5 separate regions of the Mus musculus genome follow, and regions 2, 3, 4 and 5 are each linked to region 1. A link is a contact called in public ChIA-PET and promoter capture Hi-C data. All regions are on one chromosome and are shown on one strand. The core of a region is the stretch at or near the end of the contact, and the rest is flanking DNA. Distances in the headings are between cores, read along the strand shown.

The links. Promoter capture Hi-C pulls out the DNA fragments that hold promoters and counts their contacts. ChIA-PET counts read pairs in DNA pulled down with a chosen protein or histone mark.
Region 2: a promoter capture Hi-C map of pre-B cells shows a contact between it and region 1. The contact joins the promoter of Ccdc22 here to the promoter of Was in region 1. A contact is called at or near these places in 4 of 39 promoter capture datasets (cranial neural crest, liver, maxillary cranial neural crest and 1 more) and 2 of 9 other capture datasets (liver and pancreatic islet).
Region 3: a promoter capture Hi-C map of pre-B cells shows a contact between it and region 1. The contact joins the promoter of Ccdc120 here to the promoter of Was in region 1. A contact is called at or near these places in 8 of 39 promoter capture datasets (the SN4741 cell line, cranial neural crest, embryonic stem cells and 4 more), 1 of 484 Hi-C or Micro-C datasets (embryonic stem cells), 2 of 115 datasets of contacts at active chromatin or transcription factors (extraembryonic endoderm stem cells and stem cell-derived neural progenitor cells) and 2 of 9 other capture datasets (adipose tissue and liver).
Region 4: a contact with region 1 is called in a promoter capture Hi-C map of embryonic stem cells. The contact joins the promoter of Prickle3 here to the promoter of Was in region 1. A contact is called at or near these places in 8 of 39 promoter capture datasets (the 3T3-L1 cell line, cranial neural crest, embryonic stem cells and 5 more) and 2 of 9 other capture datasets (adipose tissue and pancreatic islet).
Region 5: a contact with region 1 is called in an RNA polymerase II ChIA-PET map of memory CD8 T cells, with 39 read pairs. The contact joins the promoter of Gpkow here to the promoter of Was in region 1. A contact is called at or near these places in 5 of 39 promoter capture datasets (hippocampal neurons, liver, pre-B cells and 1 more), 3 of 115 datasets of contacts at active chromatin or transcription factors (embryonic stem cells, memory CD8 T cells and stem cell-derived neural progenitor cells) and 3 of 9 other capture datasets (adipose tissue, liver and pancreatic islet).

Annotation. Positions count from the first base shown.
Region 1 is chrX:8,089,194-8,091,893 of GRCm38.p6, reverse strand. Was (Wiskott-Aldrich syndrome) reads left to right here and starts at 1,403. Exons shown (of 12, transcript NM_009515.2): 1 at 1,403-1,603; 2 at 1,910-2,050; 3 at 2,552-2,638. The coding sequence starts at 1,466.
Region 2 is chrX:7,604,038-7,606,737 of GRCm38.p6, reverse strand. It overlaps Ccdc22 (coiled-coil domain containing 22), which reads left to right and starts at 1,318. Exons shown (of 17, transcript NM_138603.3): 1 at 1,318-1,494; 2 at 2,401-2,578. The coding sequence starts at 1,445.
Region 3 is chrX:7,740,051-7,742,750 of GRCm38.p6, reverse strand. Ccdc120 (coiled-coil domain containing 120) reads left to right here and starts at 1,427. Exons shown (of 10, transcript NM_207202.2): 1 at 1,427-1,539.
Region 4 is chrX:7,656,003-7,658,702 of GRCm38.p6, reverse strand. Prickle3 (prickle planar cell polarity protein 3) reads right to left here and starts at 1,324. Exons shown (of 9, transcript NM_001290624.1): 1 at 1,203-1,324; 2 at 1-82. The coding sequence starts at 1,244.
Region 5 is chrX:7,695,796-7,698,495 of GRCm38.p6, reverse strand. It overlaps Gpkow (G patch domain and KOW motifs), which reads right to left and starts at 1,362. Exons shown (of 11, transcript NM_173747.3): 1 at 1,101-1,362; 2 at 1-3. The coding sequence starts at 1,270.

The DNA of each region.
Region 1 (2,700 bases), core at 154-2,653:
ATCAAGATGTTGTTTTAGTATTTATTTATTTATACTGTCAAGTCCTTCCTTCCCGAATGAGATTGAAAAGAAAGTAATTAGGGCCAGGCATGGTGATACAGGCCTTTAATCCCAGCACTCAGAAGGCAGAGGCAGATGGATCTCTGTGAGTTCAAGGCCAGCCTGGTCTATAGAGTGAGTTTTAGGACAGCCAGGGCTCTACACAGGGAAAACGTGTCTCAAAACAAACAAACAAACAAACAAACAAACAAAAGCAAAGCAAAGCAAAGCAAAACAAAACAAAAACCAAATAAAACAAAAACAAAAAACAAAAAAGGGGTGGGGGTCTGAGTTTAGGCTAGAGAGATTGTTGAGTGGTTAAGAGCACTGACTGCTCTTCCAGAGGACATAGGTTCAAATCCCAGAACACACATGGCAGCTCAGGACTGTCTGTAACTCTGACACCCTCACACAGACATACATGTAGGCAAAACACCAAGGCGCATAAAATAAAAATAAATTTTACAAAAGAAAGTAATTGGGGTCTGGAGAGATGGCTCAGTGATTAAGAGCACTGACTGTTCTTCCAGAGGTCCTGAGTTCAAATCCCAGAAACCACATGGTGGCTCACAGCATCTGTAATGAAGATCCAATGCCCTCTCCTGGTGTGTCTGAAGACAGCGACAGTGTACCCGCATACATGAAATAAATAAATGAAAAAGAAAGTAATTAGGGAGCTACAGGGGGCAAGAGTAAAAGATGGGGAAGTGAGTCATGGCCTTCTATATCATTGGCAACGTCCAAAGCTAGAGATTAGTTCATATGCCTTTTTTTTTTTTTTTTTTTTTTTTTTTTTGGTTTTTCGAGACAGGGTTTCTCTGTATAGCCCTGGCTGTCCTGGAACTCACTTTGTAGACCAGGCTGGCCTCGAACTCAGAAATCTGCCTGTCTCTGCCTCCTGAGTGCTGGGGTCAAAGGTGTGCGCCACCACGCCCGGCTCAATATGCCTTTAAAAGGAAAAGCTGTAATGCAATGGCCCTTTAGCACCTGGAGCCTTAGATTCAACCCCAGGCCAAGTCGGTGCTTTTGGAAGACGGAAGGAGGCTACACAGACTTGTGACTACTCTCTGCGTAGCTACCCTGAAGGAGAAGCTCTGCAGATGGCGTAGCTCTCCCTCAGTGTCCGACTAGAGCAAGGCTGATCTAAGCCTGTCAGAAGGAAATGGCCCCGCACAAAAAGGGAGAGGACGTTGGGAAGAAAGAAGAAAGGAAGATGCCCTGAGCTCATTACAAACTTGGATCTAGCCACGCAAATGGAGGAGGGCCCATGCCTGTCCTAGAGAGGAGAACAGGCCCTCTGGGGGGCCCTGGAGGACTTATTTCCCTTGTGGTTTATTGTACTTCCTGTTCCCCTGCTCACTGCGGAAGTTCCTCTTCTTACCCTGCACCCAGAGCTTAGCTGGAGAGGACTAAGGCAGAAGGCAGCATGAATAGTGGCCCTGGCCCTGTAGGAGGCAGGCCTGGGGGCCGAGGGGGACCAGCCGTTCAGCAGAACATTCCTTCCAACCTCCTCCAGGACCATGAAAACCAGAGACTCTTTGAGCTTCTTGGCCGAAAATGCTGGGTGAGTTGGGAGATCTCCTGGTCCTCCCAGTCTCCCTCCCTCTCCTCTTCTTCCTCTCTACTTCTTCTTCCCCGTTCTGCTTCCTCCTCTTACCCATATTTCCCTTCTCCTTGTTCCCATCATCCCTGTATCCCCCTTCTCCCCATCTCCTCTCCTCAGATTCACTCACTCCCCATTATCTTGATGTCTACTCCCCTTCCTCCTGGCTACAGCTCTTTCCCCAAGCTCATGAAAGCCACAGGCAGGCAAGGACCAGGCCTGGTGACCCATGAGCACACTGCACTGACCCCTGCTCTCCCCTCCTAGACACTGGCTACCACAGTTGTTCAGCTCTACCTGGCACTGCCCCCTGGAGCTGAGCACTGGACCATGGAACACTGCGGGGCTGTGTGCTTCGTGAAGGATAACCCTCAGAAGTCCTACTTCATCCGCCTTTATGGCCTACAGGTGACCCCATGCCCCACTGGACAGGAAAGCTAGTTCCCAACTTACAAAACCAGTTTTTGTCCACAGCTCCAAGCCTTCACTCATATCAGTGACCCCCTGAGCTCCAGAACCAAAGACCAATACAGATCCCAAGTTGTGTTTTTCTCATTCTGAGTCTAAGAAGACGGACCTCAGAAGGTTTATATCAAGACTTAGATCTGCTCCACAAATACCTGAGCCTCAGCCTCAAATATGTTCTAAATCATGTTGAATACTCTTAGAACTGGAATCTTAAATTCACAACGTGGAGCCTTCAACTCCTACATATAGGCTTTGGCTCCCAAACCCATATCTCTCATATCGGTGTCTGACTCTCAGACACCTAGAACCCAAACTCTGATAGTGAGCTGAAGCTGAAGAGCTTTAAATAAAACCCCGGGACACCAAACCTGGACACCATGCTCCAGTGGTCTGCCACCCAAGATGCCTGGATTTCAGCATGCACCTCCCCCCACTTTCCAGGCTGGTCGGCTACTCTGGGAACAGGAGCTGTACTCTCAGCTGGTTTATCTCACTCCCACCCCGTTCTTCCACACTTTTGCTGGAGATGTAAGTGAGCAGCTTGTGCATCCTTGCGCTGCAGTTGGGGGGGATGGGGAGGAGATGAGAAA
Region 2 (2,700 bases), core at 69-2,568, 490 kb after region 1:
GCATTAGCTATACCAAACAAAATCTCAGCATAGTTTTCTTTGGAATTGACAGTCTTTGAGACAAATGACAAAAAATAAAAACAAAAACAAAAACAAAATACCAAAACACCACCACCAACAACAAAAAACCCCAAAACCAAAAAACAAAAAAGCCAAATCCATTTTGAAAAAGAACAAGACAACAAGATGGGAGGGCTTGCCATATATGATATCAAGACTCATTGTAAATCTACAGTAATTAAAAATAGAATACAGTCAGGGGCGGTGGTACAAGCCTTTAATCCTAGCACTTGGGAGAAAGAAATATTATTATTACAATTTTGAGGCCAGCCTGGGCTACATTGCAAGATTTTGTTGTCTGAAAACCAAACCAAAGCAAGACAGGATAGCACAACGAGAGGAGAAAGAGAGAGAGAGAGAGAGAGAGAGAGAGAGAGAGAGAGAGAGAGAGAGAGAGCTTAGTTCAGAAACTGAGTCAAGTATGTGATGTGTATGTGTGATTATGACAAATGTTAGCACTACTGGATAGTAGAGACAAAAGAGGCTGTTCAATAAGGAATGGTTTCATAAGGAGGTGATCTCCTTCTGTAGCCCAATCTACACTTGGGACAGGTGCTGAGATTACAGATGTTTACCACTACGCCTGGTCTAGTAATTCTTTGCTTTTTCCATCTATTTTGTGTGCATGATAGTGGTACTGCTGCACATGTGTAGATGTCAGAGGACATTTTGTAGGAGTCCATTCTCTTTTTATGTCTCTTGGGTCCCAGGGAGGATCGACCTCAGTTTGTTGTGGTTGGTGGTTAAGTAGGTTTACTCGAGCAATGACGTTTGTTTTATTTATTTAAAATCTATTTATGATCCTTTTGTGTGTGCTCACGAGCATAAATGTGTCACAGTGCACACGTGGAATTCAGACTCTTATCAAGTCATTTCCTGCCTTCCACCATGTGGATCTCAGGGAGAGAACTCAGGTTGTGAGGCTATCCTGAGTCACATCCCCAGTCGTAGCAATTATGTCTTAACCCTAGGAAGAAGGTATTATCCAAATTCTCACTTTACAGATGAGGCTAGCAAGACACGGGGGAACAGTCATTTTGTACACGTATAAACTTTTATAGCTTGGAAGATGAACGTGTCTTATAAATGAAAATTTTTCTCTGTCCTGTCTCTCAACTCCCCAGCCCATTTCCTTTTTTTTTCCCTTGGAGGAGACCATGGGACTACAAGTGAAAGAACTACAACTTCCAGGAGCCATTACGTAATTCACACCCCGCCTCCAGCGCCGCTGCCTGCGCAACGCTCACTCCTTAGAACTACATTTCCCAATGTTCCTCGCGCGGCACGTGACTCTCTGTCCTCGCCGCGCCGAGAGCAGCGCGGAGAGCTCCAATTTCTCTGATCTGGTCCTAGACCCAGCCCCGGAGTTAGAATTAACTCCACCATGGAGGAGGCTGACCGAATCCTCATCCATTCCTTGCGCCAGGCGGGCACGTAAGTACGCAACCCCCAGTCGCCTCCAATTGCTCACATCCGGGACTCCAAATCCTAGGACCCCCATTACCCGGGAACCTTAAAATGAAGACCTTGACACCCAAAGGCCCAAACTTACAGGATTCCGAAGCCTCTCCTCCTCCTCCCTGCTTACACTCTAACATCATGACTTTCCTAAATACTTTGATGTGGACATTGGGTAAAACCTCGAGGACTCAGACACCTTACAAACTGAGACCTGCATATGCTGGGATCCTGATATCTAGAGGTTCCAGGACACCCACACCAGGAAACTGATAACACAGGAGTCTGGCACCCAGAGTCTCCAGAATTCCTGAGACTGGCAACTTGATCTTCGAACAATAACTCCTGAAACTCCCAGGACTTATCAAAATACCAGGGCCCTACATTCTGACAGTAGCAGCACTTGGTAACACAGGAACACAAAGGATGCACTATTTGAGGGACCTAAAAGTCCTTGATGCCAAAATTTAGGATGCCCGATTTTTTATTTCTATTTATTGACCCTGACATTTGAGACTTCTGAAAACTCCAGCCTCTTCCTATGTAGCTTTCCCAAACCTCGTAGATCTAGGAGGCCTTGCCATGCAAAGAACAATGTCCTGGTGCCCAGAAATATGGAGACTGTGCCACTTGGACCATTTTCACTTTTGCAGATCCCAGAGGTTGGAAACTTTGAAGTGTAGGGGAGTTTGAGACTTTTCTGAATTCAGGTCACCCTCATTCACCGAGGTCTTAGGACTAAGTAAAGGTCATAGTCACCAGCACCCAGGATCTGTTGAAGCCTTGGTTGTTCCCTGCCCCGACCTGGATTCTAGAGCATTCCCTCTCTAGAAGTCTGTACTTTGTTTCCTAACTACTCAAGCCTGGTGCTTTCCTTTTTAGGGCAGTTCCTCCAGAAGTGCAGACTCTGCGAGCTTTCACCACTGAGCTGGTCGTAGAGGCTGTGGTCCGATGCCTTCGAGTGATTAATCCTGATGTGGGCTCTGGCCTCAGTCACTTGCTACCACCAGCCATGTCTGCCCGCTTCCGCCTGGCCATGAGTCTGGCCCAGGCCTGCATGGTGAGTGCCCTCCTCCCAGTGTGCACACTGTCTTCCTTCCTTTTTCACAAAGTCGCCAAGTTCTTTGACACTTGCCTTCTTCTCTGTCCCTTTGTATAGCTAAAGCTGCTGCCTCTGTAGCC
Region 3 (2,700 bases), core at 178-2,677, 350 kb after region 1:
AAAAAGTCCAGGACAGCCAGGGCTCTGTTCCACAGAGAAACCATGTCTTGAAAAACAAAAACTTAAGAAAAAAAATCCATTTCCCAACATGCTTGGTGGCCTCCTGCAAGGGGGGTGGGGAGGGGTCCATGGCTGCCAAGAGGATGTCAGCTTGCTCCTTGCCTCCACTAGCAGTCCAAAGGAGGGAGAAGGGAGGAAGGAGATGGAAAGGGCCTTTGTGTTCCACACATACATTTCATAACCCGGAAGAAAGGTGGGCACCTGGGGCAGCAGGCCTTGATAACATGTGACTGGGGGAACTCTTCTCTAGGCTCTCCTCCCCAACAGGGAACACCCCTAAAACCCTCCCTGTTCATACATGGCAGCGGCTGCTATAGGGGTTAGGTTTGGGTTCTGAGGTCACAAAATAGATTGTCTTACCTGGAGTACAGCATGTTTGGTATGTGCCCAAGACAAGCTTAGGGCCCAGGTAGGGTTGTGTTGAAGGGCATTAGAGGGACTTAGAGTTTTCAATTTATTTCCCTGTCTGCTTCGCTCCAGGCTAGAAATGTTAACAGGGAGAACATGGATAAAGTTGAGTCTTCGTATTCTTTCTCCTTTCAGGAGTAGCCAGTGGCTCCTCTAGCGCAGGGCCCAGTCTAGTACTCTGGTTCTGCTCCTTCTTATGGTTGTTTTTGTTTCTTTGTTTGTTTGTTTCTGTGTAGCCCTGGCTGTCCTGGAACTAGTTCTGTAGACCAGGCTGGTCTCGAACTCAGAGCTGCCTGCCTCTGCCTCCTGAGTGCTGGGATTAAAGGAAGGTGTGTCCCACCCCAGCTGGCTCTTTCCTGTGCCTTTACATTAGTATGTTCTCAGTCAGGCCTCCCATTTCTACCATGGCTCAGAGCTCAGCGGAGGCTGGCTCTGTGCCGCCCCTCAGGTTGTAGGGTATAGATGATGGTGTTTCCTAGGTTTATTTGTTCCTGGAGTACAGAAGGTGGGAGTGTCTTAAGATCTGGTCTCTCCTTAGAAAGGTCAACTTCTCTCTGCAGCTTAGAAAATCATCATCCTAATTATGGGAGAAATTGATCCAAGATATGTGTGTGTGTGTGTGTGTGTGTGTGTGTCCATGTCTATGTCTGTTTGTCTATTTCACAGTTTCCTAGCCCCCATGTCCCGGGGTGTAGGCAGGCTCCAGTGGCCTGGGGATTTGGGCAGTGGCTCCTCCCACAATTCTTAGAGCTTATTGGCCAGTTATCTCTTAGATATCCGCAGTGAGGAAAGCATTCTATGCTTTCTCCTTGACCATATTGGGCTCCCCGAGGCACCTGGTCCCCCAGACTGCCTTCCCAGGGGTGACCCTAGCCCTGGAAGCGGGCAGGTAAGGGTTAAAAGGTGTGGGCCAACCCCATCCTGTCCAGGTAGGTTGGGCCTTTACCTAGTGGGAGGTAGCCAAGACAGCAGTCACTGCTGTTCACTTGTACTGCCAGGAAAGCTAGGGCCTGGACGAGACAACTGTTCTTTTGGAAATATTTGAGGCTGCCATCCAGCACTAGGGCATTGGTGAGTACCAGCGAGCAATGGGGCAGGGCCGTGAGATAGGGTAATGGCACAGGAACTGAGGAAGTTCCCTTCTAGAGATCCAGATCTGAGGAAGGAGGACCCTGAGAATATAGGGTAGCGATAGGAGGGGTGGTGTTCAGTATGGGAGGATCAGGGGACCAGGGCAAAGCCTCACGTGTCCATTTTCCTTTCTTGATATCAAAATAATTCTTGGTTGGAAAATGGAGGAGGAAGGACGGGGCAGAGACTCAGCCTTCTCTTCTCGGCCCCTCTCCCCCTTTTTATCAGGACTAGTGCCTCAGAGAAGACGAGCTGAACCGATTAGATACCACTGTTGTTCAGGCATCTGTATCTGCTTGTCCCTCTGTTTGTTTGTTCAGCCAGAGTAATTGAAGGGGGTGTGCTGTATGTTTGGGGGAGCAATGGGGATCAGGTCCAGACTCTGTGTGCATTTGCTCAAGTGGTGGCAGGATGTGGAAATGGGGCTCTCATTGACAGTGTTGGAGTGCCACCCAGGTGAAGTATCTTGGTTGTAAACAGTCATTACAGCCAGGAATTTTTCTCAGCCGTGGTGTCAGAAGGGCAGACCTGAAAAACCTGCTGGGCCTGCCTCTGTGTGTGTGTGTTTCCCCGCATGTGCCCTCTGTAGCTCGCTTGCTGCAACCTAAGCCCGTAACAGGACCACAGAATGACAAGGCAAAGCTCTGGTGTGGGCAGGAGGGTCTCAGAGGTTCATATGAGGGCATGGTAGTGATGCTGGAATGTGGTAGATTGCCTTCTTACTATCTCTGTCTGATGTCAGGCAGTCTGAAGTTCCAAGTGTACAGAACATGGAAGAGTAGAAGCAAAGGTTCCTGAGTCAGGTATGGAGGTGTGGGGCGTTGATCCATGTCTAGCCTGCCTAGTGACCCAATGACTCATGCCATAACTATGTCCCTGAGGTCAGACTGATGGGGTGGAGTCGGGGTTCCTGACTGGACCCTGTGTCGACTCCGGGATACTCTAATTTTCTAAAGAAGGAAGGACGGAGGCCCTCTGATGTGAAACATGAGACAATGTTGGTGAACGGGTAAATGGACCCAAGGTGGGAGGAGTTAGCTTTCTGTTGGGGTGGAGAAGGGTTCAGGCAAGCCTTGTGAAAGTTTTCCGAATTAAAATGGG
Region 4 (2,700 bases), core at 75-2,574, 430 kb after region 1:
AGCCATGCAGCAGGAAGCCTGGGCACTGTTCCCTGCAGGAATTGCAAGGCTGGCCGCGGGCAGGGTCCTCTGCCTCTGGAGGCTGTGGTGGGTGGGAGCAGATGCAAGAAGAAATAAGGTGTGGGAGGAGGGAGGAAGAAGTCAACGCCTGCTACTCCACTCCCAGGCTCACAACCGCAGGCTGGGGCCTGTCTTACTGGGGGCAGCGCTGGGCAGGCTGAGACCGCGCCTGGAGCGCGGGGGAGGAGGAAGCATTCAAATCAGAGGCAGGGCAGCTGAGACTACTTTCCTGTATTCCCTTTCCAGGGAATTCTTCTGTCTGGGCTGGTCTGTCCCTCTTTAGTTCTCAGACAGGTCTGTCAGAGAGAGAGTCCTCTACCTACTAGAGCAGAGACCCTAGTCTGGGCATTCCCTCCCAAGTCTCCCTTCAATATCCAGGGCTCCAGCAGCACTCCAGTCCCACAGGGCAGGCGTCTGAGAACCTCTCCTTTCCCTGGGATCCCTCATGGACTCTGGGCAATGCCATTCCCTCAGAAGTTCTCCCGCCCCTCCCCCAAACCCTGGCTCCATCTCTCCTACCTGAGGACCGCAGGCCATCCCTGCTCCATTCAGAAAGCCCTAGCCCAAGAAATCTTTCTCTTTACCCGTCATAGTTTAGGACTACTCTCTTTTTTGGTCCAGATTCCACCTTTCTTGGTTAAAGATCTTTCAAAACAAGAGAGACACCATCCTATCTAGGAGGTCAGCTTCCAGACTCCGATGGAAACCTGAAATTCTTCTGATCCTAAATCTTAGTTCATTGACTCTTGGTACCCAGGGATGAAGGACCCCCACTTTCACTCTACAGTCCTTCAATGTATGAGGTCCCTTAATCAGACACTCAGGATACCCCACTCTTGCTCAACCTCAAATCTCAAGCCCCTATTCTTTTCACCTTTCAGATTAATTCACAGATAAGGGGGGCATCCCCAGATTGCAACAGTGATAAAAGTATGAGGCGTGTTAGGGGCTTGAGCCACCATATCTACACGTTTTTGCATCCAGGATTCTACTTCAGTCTCTGTGCCCCAGTCTGGGAAAGCTGGGGAAGGGAGTTCCCAGATCCTCCCTTAGGGTGCCTCCCCTCTGTCCCGGTGCCCTGCCCCCCTCGCCTGGATCTTAGTTTACCCCTGACCCCCACCACTGTCCTGAGCCCTGCTCACCGCACGCCCAGAGCGGCGCCTCCGGGACCCACGCGCGAACATGGCGCGCCCAGACAGATTCAAGCACGGCTGGTTCCGACGAATGGAGTCGGCTGCCACGGCGCGTCGGGCCTGGCAGCTCTGTTCCGTAAACTTGACTTAGTGGGAGGAGCACGCTTTCTAGGGCCCGCCCCACGGCCTGTGTAGTGTCTCAGTCACCCTGGTGTCCCCTATCTAAAGGTGAGTGCCTTGCTGGAAAGCCCATTATTGGCGTTCATCCCAGGGCTAGAGCCGGAGCAGACTGTCAGAAGGCTGAGCCTTCAGTATCCCTCGGTGCCGCATGGCCTTTAGTGTTGGAAAGCCGGAAGCAAACGGTTTGGATGTGGAGACATGGTGAGAGTGTTACACTAGAGTGCTTGTTTCTAAGAATAGGGTCTTGAAAGCTTTGGGGGACAGGGGTCAAAGCCACCTCTTGGTCCCTTCCCAGGTTCTCTTTTCCCGGGGTGAGCGTTACAAGGACCATCCCAACTTCATCTTCAGTGGTAGCTGGTGTTCTGTGGCGCTCAGCATCCTGCTAGATCTGTTCCATTTTGGTACCAGCATAGTGGGGTATTCCTGTGACAACCTGACCATGTTTGGGGGAGGACTGTGGAAGGACTTTGGAACTTTGAGCTAGAAGATCCATTCGGTGTTAAAAGCTCTGTGGGATGTTGTGTAGGAGGCTGGAAGATAATGTTGAGAACAGTGCAGAAGATGGAGGTCTGGCTTGTGAAATTCCAGAGAAGATTAAAGACTCTTTTCAGGGCCATTGCTGTTTTGATTGTGAAGATTCTGTGGTTTTAGTTAGTTGGGGCTGAAGAATCAGCTGTGATTAACAAGATACCAGAACTATTAAAGGGAAAACTTTGAAGCCGGGAGTGGTGGCACACGCCTTTAATCCCAGCACTTGGGAGGCAGAGGCAGGTGGATCTCTGAGTTCGAGGCCAGCCTGCTCTACAAAGTGAGGTCCAGGACAGCCAGGGCTATACAGAGAAACCCTGTCTCGAAAAAAACAAAACAAAAACAAAACAAAGAGAAAACTTTGCATTACTGGGACTACTGATGCTGGTTAGCTGGAGCTAAGAAATTAGCCGTGATTAAGAAGAGACCAGCATCACTGAGGTGAAATCTTCTGGGAAGTGTTTTCTGAGAGCACAAAGAGGCTGTGTTCCAGAGATAGCCAAGGTTGTACCTTGTGCTGTGGCTGGACTTGGTAATGTGTAAGAGTCACCCAGGTGGCACTGGTTTTGTAGGCATGAAGGGGTCACGCAGAGCAGCTGAGGCTCGGCACTGAGAGAGGCCATGGGGCCAGTGGTGAAGGTGCAGCCTCAGTTGCAACTGATGGCCCAGGACAGAAGGGGTCATGCAAAGGAGTTGAGGCTTGGCACCATGAAGAGAGCCTATGAGAGGCTGTTGGTGAAGCCTAGTTACAGCAGAAGACAGTAGTGTTTGGAGATGCCAGTACCATGAGATGACCATT
Region 5 (2,700 bases), core at 113-2,612, 390 kb after region 1:
ACACTTATGTCGGGAGAGAAAAAAGGTTGGGAAAGTAGACATGTCACAAAGCAGAAATATCAGGCCGGCAGTGGTGACGCATGACTTTAATTCCAGCAGCACTCAGGAGGCAGAAGCAGGAGGATCTCTGAGTTCAAGGCCTGCCCGATCTACAGGGTGAGTTCCAGGACAGCCAGGATGCAGAGGAACCCTGTCTTGACGCCCCCTCCAAAGAAAGAAAGTATAAATATCAAGATAGAAAGGAGGTTAGGAAACAAAGAAAATCAATTTCAATGGCCAGAAAGAAAGAAAGAAAGATCAATGCCCAGTCCTATGGACCATGTTCACAGGTTACTATTCACAGGTCCACTCGTTTTTTTTTTTTTTTTTTTTTTTTTGAGACATCTCACGATTTAGCTCAGGCTGGTCTTATAAACTCTCAGTCAGCCTGGTGCAATCCCCTAGTGCTGGAATTACAACCATGGATCTCTTTAAGTATGTCTTGTGGGAATCAGCCTTAGGCCTTCAACCACAATGGCCTAAAAATCACCATCTTTAGTCCAGATTCTTCCCGGTTCCGGGCCGGCAAGCTGCCTTTTACAAGTCCCCCACTTAGGCCTTTCGGACCTTTGTTTCTTACTTAATTATACTGCTGATGGCCTCCCCAGACTTGAATTTGCCTAGTTCTCCAAATCGGAGAAGCTCCCACAATTTCAGCTGAGACAGGAAGAATCCTGTCATTTTTCCCTCCTTTCCCTTTCTCAAAAGGCACACATACTCAAGTCCCAACGACATTTTTTCTGAGGAATCTATACCTCTGGTTCTCAGGCCCCATTTCACCCACCTAACAAACCTCCCTCTTCTTGCCCTTACATTCTTATGTTCTTCCTGTTTGTTTTTTAGTTGCCCAGGCTAGCGTTCAATTCCTGATCCTCCTGCGCCAGCCTCCCAGGTCCTGACTTATAGGCGTTTGCCGCCACTCCTGGTTACCTCCATAAATTTCCCGAGGCAGTGTTTCAGGCTTTCCAGGCCACTGTCACCAGGACAAACAACTCTTACTCTGCCCTCCTGCTTAAGCCCATTTCACAGATTTCCAAAACGCGAAAGACCCGGCGTTTCACCTCTGCAGCTTCCTCCCTTCCACGGTCGCCAAGAAATCTTTCTCCTCTGGGGCCTGTCTTTCGCTATCTCCGAGGTCTGCCAGTCGCCTCCGGACAGACGTGCGAGTGAACCCGAAAGAAATTGGAGCCATTGACGGGGCAGACGGCGGCGGACTCTCACGGCCCGCCATCTTCGCTCGAGTCACAGGCGAGCGCTCCGCTTGCTGGGAAGTTTAGCTCGAGCCGTGAGGGGCTGGCCGGGAAACGTAAGAATCAATCCCAGCATGCAACGCCTCAAAGACAAGTGCCTTGTAGCCGTGGGAAACAGGAATCAGGGCGCAGAAACTCTTTGAAACGTCATAGGAACGTGCCATACGGCATCCTGGGAAATGTAGTTCTCAGTGGTATAGCCGCTGTGGAAGATTGATTAGGTTATTCCTCGGTATTCAACCGCTATGAATTCAGTTCTAGAGTATCCTATACCCTTTCCCGACATCCTCAGGCACCATGCACGCATGTGATGCACGAACATAAATTCAGGCAAAATGTTTATATACACAAAACAAAATAAATAAAACTCATAATGTGCTTCCACAATGTGAACCTTACTGATAGAGGCTGGAGGCTTCCAGGGCTAGGTCTACTTTAGCAGATGAAAGCAGTAAACCATGGAGACAACAATTACATCAGGCAAATAAAAGTTACATTTACTGCCGGGCAGTGGTGGCGCACACCTTTAATCCCAGCACTTGGGAGGCAGAGGCAGGCGTTCAGGACAGCCAGGGGTACACAGAGAGACCTTGTCTCGAACCCCCCCCCCCAAAAAAAAAAGTTTCATTTACACAAGATGACTTAATGGGTAATAGTGTCTGCTACAAAAGCTGAAGACCTGAGTTCTTGAAGATCCTACATAGTAAAAAGATAGAGTTAGCCACTAGTTGCCTCTGACGGCACCACAAGTGCCATGCTATGCATGAACACATATACATGTAAACATGAACAAATGAATAAAATATGAAAACAAATTTTATCTAATTATATGTAAAGTGAATAACTGTGCAGTGGCTGGTTTTGTGTGTCAACTTGAGACAAGCTGGAGTAGTCAGAGAGGAAGGAGTCTCAGTTGAGGAAATGCTTTTTTTTAAAAAAAGATTTATTTATCTATTATTATCTGTAGCTGTTTTCAGACACTCCAGAAGAGGGAGTCAGATTTCATTATAGATGGTTGTGAGCCACCATGTGGTTCCTGGGATTTGAACTCAGGACCCATTTGGAAGAGTAGTCAATGCTTTTAACCACTGAACCATCTTGCCAGCCCCGAGGAAATGCTTCTATAAAATCCAGCTATAGGGCATTTTCTCAATTAGTGATTAATAGAGGAGGGCCTAGCCCATTTGGGTGGTGTTATCCCTGGGCTGGTGGTCCTGGGTGCTGTAACAAAGCAGGTTGAGCATGCCACAGGGAGCAAGCCAGTAAGCAGTACCCATCCAGGTTCCTGCCGTGTTTGAGTTCTTGTCCTTCAATGATGAACAGTGATGTGAAAGTGTAAGCCAAATAAAACCTTTTCCTCCCCAACTTGCTTTTTGGTTATGGTGTTTCATTGAAGCAATAAAACCTTGAC